Regions from separate parts of the Gasterosteus aculeatus genome. Here region 1 is linked to region 2. The links are chromatin contacts, called in public Hi-C maps. All regions are on one chromosome and are shown on one strand. The core of a region is the stretch at or near the end of the contact, and the rest is flanking DNA. Distances in the headings are between cores, read along the strand shown. Region 1 overlaps frem2b (FRAS1 related extracellular matrix 2b). Region 2 holds the start of frem2b (FRAS1 related extracellular matrix 2b).

What was found. A called contact is a pair of places that touch in the nucleus more often than the background predicts.
Region 1: a Hi-C map of whole body shows a contact between it and region 2, with 1.8 times the contacts expected there. The contact joins the enhancer-like site here to the promoter of frem2b in region 2. A contact is called at or near these places in 3 of 6 Hi-C or Micro-C datasets (skeletal muscle, tail fin and whole body).

What each region holds. Positions count from the first base shown.
Region 1 is chr1:14,680,730-14,683,631 of fGasAcu3.hap1.1, forward strand. It overlaps frem2b (FRAS1 related extracellular matrix 2b), which reads left to right. Exons shown (of 24, transcript XM_040173979.2): 16 at 1-292; 17 at 2,342-2,534; 18 at 2,644-2,748. Among protein-coding and RNA genes, the nearest start is that of LOC120817607, 21 kb to the right of the region's middle. Within about 2 kb of position 1,647, at least 4 of the 9 cell types and tissues checked have open chromatin away from gene starts, as enhancers often do.
Region 2 is chr1:14,641,666-14,644,747 of fGasAcu3.hap1.1, forward strand. It overlaps frem2b (FRAS1 related extracellular matrix 2b), which reads left to right and starts at 1,785. Exons shown (of 24, transcript XM_040173979.2): 1 at 1,785-3,082. The coding sequence starts at 1,965.

The DNA.
Region 1 (2,902 bases), core at 397-2,896, 39 kb after region 2:
CGAGCTCACGCTGAGCCCGGACGGAACTCGCGTTGGCAACCACCGCTGCTCCAATCTGTTGGACCACGCCGAGGTCAAGACACGCTACGGCTTCCTCACTGACGCCACCAAAAATCCAGAAGTGATTGGCGAGACCTCCTCTTACCAATACAGCACTTCCCTGAGGGGATCCAGTACGCTACGGTTCTACAGGAACCTCAACTTGGAAGCTTGTTTGTGGGAATTCAGCAGCTACTATGACATGTCTGAGCTGCTGAGTGACTGTGGAGGCACCATTGGGACTGATGGACAGGTAAAGTAGCCCCACCTCTGAGCTTTTGCTCACCTCTGACCCCTTTTGTCATCCCTAGACAGAAGGAGCAAGGAGTTGGTTCAATAAAGCAGCAGAGCCCCTTGAGGATAGGAATGTGTCCACAGCAATTACTGGTCTGTTCTGTCATTTAAAAAGATCCTTCTGGATTTTCAGTTCTAAGTAATCATTTACTGGCATATTAAAATTCTACTTGGCTGCTTGGTTTTCCCTTAAAGATCCGAAAGTAAATACTAGCCTGTAGAAATCCTCCATTATTGTCTGGAGACCCGCGTTAACCTTTATAGTAATGACTAACCCGGCACTCTGCTCCCTTCAACTCACGGTAAGGCCGGTTATTTATCTTTCAAAGTCAACAGCCGTCTTATACAAATGTGAGTTTATCTGCATCGTTGTGTGTGCAATGTGCCCTTTGTAGCAGCAGATTTCATGTGGAGCGGGAAAGAGGAAATATTAAAGCCCCTCGTGTTCTCCGGGCGTAGATGTCTCGCGGCCCCCAACATTTGCATTCACCTCGGAAACATTTAGTCAGTTGACTCAATTAAGGTACAGTGTTGAGAAAGAAACGCTGCAACAGTGCATTATTATTATTATCACGGGATTATTAATTAAATCCCTACTGCACATACATTTGGTAAGTTTTCCAAAATGCTAGTCTCTCATTTAACATTGCTTCAGGTTTAAACAAAGGCACCACCGAGGTGATAACAGCCTCTCTTTACAAGTGGAACTTGCCACTAGCCACATAATGTGGAAAAAAAAACAGAAAACGTGTCACTACACATGTTTTAACAAGTAAGCAGATTGCCGTCAGTGATACAATCCTTACCGTAAGATGAGCTCCATACTGCACACACTTCACTTCACTCATTTCTATAAAAAAAAGGGTATATATTATATATATATATATATATATATATATATATATATATATATATATAGGGTAGATATTATCCTATCAAAATGCTTAAGAAAACACGCTTTGCAATAAAACCCATGTGCCTGTTGTCTTTTCATTAGGTGGTAACATGGTATACATGCAGGTTGTGTACAGTACTGTATGTAGATATTGTTGCTATGGCTACTGAACAGAACAAACGGTGGCATGTAAATGCAAAAGTCTGAGGCGCCAACCGTTCCGTTTCAAGATATGTAAGGCAGGATCAATGGAAAGAGAAAACCTGCCTTTGTTAGCGGGTGCCCCGTAACCCAAAAGCTCCTCTAAGTGGGTTGGCAGTCTGAGCACAGGCCGGGGGCAGTGTCATGTCACAGTGTGGGCTTAGTGCTCAGCTTAAAAGGACCATAGGAATCTATTTAGGCCCGGCAGGATGTGTCACAAGGCCATTCTGCCAATCATCTGCTTGAGCTCTCGGAGCCCAGAGGCAAAGGCACGTTTCCACATGATCACAGAGCCAGTGCAGGCAAGTACCTCTCCCAGGACGGAGAAAAGTGCGGATAGCAGAAAGCACTCCTTTCAGAGGACTTTCACCACTTGGAATCATTTGACCATTTTGGGACAGCTCTTTAGTTATAATAATAATTTGGAGGGGGGAGTTTGTTGTGAATAAATGCCCCTAAATAATGTAAATGCAGTGCATTCTGTTGTTTGTGTTAATCATAAATAGCAGTAGATAGTGGTGAAAGCTATTTAAATGTTTTTAATTGATTTAATTGAAAAGATACGAATTGAAGTATGTTATCTGAGATTGTGTTCAGCTCATGACCTCAAAATATTAAACATGAAGTGAATTGACCTGAAACCTACTCAAAGTTAATATTGCAGCAATTATTTCCCAGAAAAGTATGTGGAGTTCACTAATACATGTCTAATCAATCTGTGGTCCGTCTTCAATTTAAATCAGCCATGTTGATAACATATCAATGATCATATCAGGGGTTGGTGTTCATGTGCTTTATTCATGGGTTTTTGATTCTTTCCTCCTCGTATTTCTAAAACATTAACATGCAATTAACATGCAAGGTATGATCTAAATAATTTACTCCTTCACAACATGTCGGGTCTCTCTGCAGGTGTTGAATCTGGTCCAGTCGTATGTGACCCTGCGAGTACCGCTCCATGTGTCCTATGTTTTCCATTCCCCTGTGGGAGCGGGAGGATGGCAGCACTTTGATTTGCAGTCGGAGCTGAGGCTCACTTTTGTTTACGACACTGCCATCTTGTGGAGGGACGGCATAGGCAGCCCGCCGGAGAATGAACTCCAAGGTAAGACTTGAACAAAATGTGAGAACTACTTCAAATCTGCCATGTTAACTTGATGCGGGAGCGCAAATAAGTGGCCTCATTGAAACGGTGATCTGTGATTGTCCTGCAGGTGCCCTGTACCCAACCAGCATGCGTATAAACGGCCAGGGACGGCTGGTAGTCAACTTCCGCACGGAAGCTCGATTCCGAGGCCTGTTTGTGTTTGCACATCCAGGTACAGTAGTTCATATAAAAGAGTACAGTTGTTTTTATCAGTAAAACATTGGATGTGAAATATGATGCTCCTATATAGTTTAAATAAGCACCTATGGTGACACAATTGTCGCAAATACTTTAAATAACCTGGAAAGTTCCCTTTTCAGTTTTAT
Region 2 (3,082 bases), core at 535-3,034:
TTCAAAAGTGAGCTGAGCAGTAATATTTCAGCCTAAAACCCAACAGCCCCATCTGTATCTTTACCCAACAATAAATAACCTGCACATCATTGTGACTGGCATCCTCACTTCCTTTATAGAACACTTCTATCTTCCAAGAAAGATCATTTTGAATGAATCTGATATAAATGTGATGTGACACAATATCATGAAACTTCCTCTTGCCTCAAAAATAAGCCTGAAGGTTTGGGTGTGATCCAATTCCCTCTCTGGCATCGCTGCTTTCAAAAAGTTCTATTCATCTTCTTTTTCATTTTCTCTTGTAACTAGGAGCTGTCAAGGCCCGGGGGCTTTGCCTTGCAGTTTGCTTGGCTATATTTATAATTGGACCCTGTCAACAGTGTCCAACCCAACTGCACGATTTGTTATGGCAGCTACTGTGTACTGATTTCAACACATGGCAGCTGTGAGACCGTTTGTATGTCATTAAAAGTGCAACAATAGGTAGGTGCAGATACGATGGTTGCACCCACACTTTGTTGTGGATGGAATGAAAAGCATCTAAAAGGGATCAGAAGGGCCTGAGCACAGCTGAAGTCAAGTTTCAAGCAATGCTTCACAGGGGAGCATGTGGGCACATGTGTGTTCGTTGAAACAATGACAGACTACGGTTGAGTTGAGATTTTTTTTTAAATTTTAAAGCATTTTTTCTGTTAATTTAAGTAAAACAGTGAAAGCAATAGCGGAGCAGGAGTAATACGAGCAATAGGTCGATCTCCCTTCAACACGTTTAGACTCTATTGTAAAAATATTTACGGCTCTCATCTTCCGGTGCGGTTGGGGCTCACCGTAGGGAAAATTAAATCATGTTTTGATCAAATTTTGTGGTCAACCCGCCTTGCTGTGGTGCACAGCGTCTGCGTGGGAGTCCTCCTGACTGGGCCGGGTTCATGACAGGACTTGTCCAAGAGTCAGAGGGGAATGCTCTGCTGGGGGAAGCGCCTGACGCCTGGTGGACCTGATGTGTGATGAGAGAGCAGGAAACAGGGCATAGTCACCGCGTGACCATAGTAAGCACAACTTTTTGCACTCGTACTTTAAGAGTGAATTTGGGGTTATTTTGCAGGGTGTGTTTTGGCTGAAATGTTATTACTGATATCCACACACACCACCTCACACATTTTAAAGCTCCTATTGGAGGGGTAGACCAGTTATTTATTCCTTATCAAACAATACAACCATTTATTATATAGTGTACGACCCTGTGCATGTAACGTAGAACCTGTTTGGTGGAAGCTTTTCAAGACGCACCTGGTTTTATCAGAGAGAAGGTGGTAAATGTGCAAAAACATCGAGGCCAGTGTGTGATTTCTGCACCCAGCCTCCTCAGCGGAGCAAACCACGAGAGGGAGACAAAGTCCTTCTCCAGTTAGTTCATCAGTGAAGACTCTCCCTTTGATCCATAAACCTTCTCGTCAGGAGCATTTCTGAGTGAACACCTTTGATTGGGGAACAGATTATTTAAACAACATCCAACTGTTAAAACTATTTCGAACGCAATTAAATTCCCGGCCACGCTCGAGGATGTAAATCGGGCCATGAACACCAAAAACATCACGTTATTCATTTTTTTTTTCTTTTTGTCTAATGCAACCTGCTCGAGGTCCAGCGTTACGCGTCGTGGTTTGTGTCCGGCCCGAATGACACGAACCACGTCCATTTAAAACCCGGCAAAACGCATTCCAGCGGAGATATTAACCAATCGGCTGAGAGGAGGGCGTAACTCCGCGTACTCCTTGCAAAGCTGTGAAGTTTATGTTATCAGTGCGCGGCCGCTGCGAGAGAATGGTGCACCTCAGTGCGCGCAGACGCGTGATATCATCCGACTCCGATTGCATATTCTTGCAACTTTAACCGCCGTACTTAGTTCATAACGGTGCACGCGCAAAGTTCAACGTGTCTCCGTTTGCGGCTCCGCACTCCAAATGGCTCGGATTATTCCCCCGCGTCTGCACAGGACGGCCGCTGCTTTTGTTCTGCTCGCGGTCGTCCTCACAGGTAACGCCGTCGGGCAGGTGTTCGGCAGCAGCGGATTATCATACGCCTTGCGGCCCGAGCCGTCGGAGGACACGATATTGGTTGCCAATAACGGGATCCGCGTGCCTTTCGGGAGATCGGTCTTCATCGATCCCTTCAACGATTTGGTTATCCAAGTTTGGCCCGGTGACGCATGCAGTATAACGGTCCTGGACAACGATCCGCTGACTCAGAGGCCTGGACACCTGTTTCCGAAAAAGTTTCCGTGTGAATTTGGCCCGAATGTTAAGTACTCGCACTTTGGCTCCAGGAGCCCTCCGAGGGACAGAGTGAGATTGCAACTCAGGTATGACACCCAAACGGACACCATTATAATTCCTTTTATGATGGAGGTGGAAGTCATTTTCACACAGCTGGAAGTTGTGACCAAAAACATGCCACTCCCTGTGGAGAGACTGCTCGGAACAAGCAGCCCCATCGATGGAAGGATTTTAGAATTCACCTATGATAGAAGTGCACAACAATGCAAAATAACCTCTCTGTCGAGCAGCAGTGTTCTGCCCAGGTATGGGAACCTTGTGGATGAGGACAGCCTCGGAACAATGGTGGACTGTGATGAATTTATTAAGATGAACGTCCGTTATCGGCATACTTTTGCTTCCAAGTCGCCCAACAGGGATTATATTCCAATGCTTGTGGAGTTACATGATCAGGAGAGCAATTTGCTCAAGCAGGAATCTTTCCAAATTTTGGTGAGGATTAAAGGCGGAGAGGAGAACACGGCTCCTAAACCCAGCTTTGTTGCGATGATGATGATGGAAGTAGACCAGTTTGTAATGACAGCAATAACCATGGACATGCTGGCTGCGGAGGATGTTGAGTCTAATCCTGATGAATTAATTTTCAACATCACATCTACCTTGTCCTTTGAGGAGGGCTACATAGTGAGCACGGACGATAGGAATTTGCCGATAACCTCGTTTTACCAGGCAGACCTAAAAGATTTGAAAATAGCCTACAAACCCCCCGCCGTAGATTCAGACACTGAGCGGATTTTCCAGCTTGG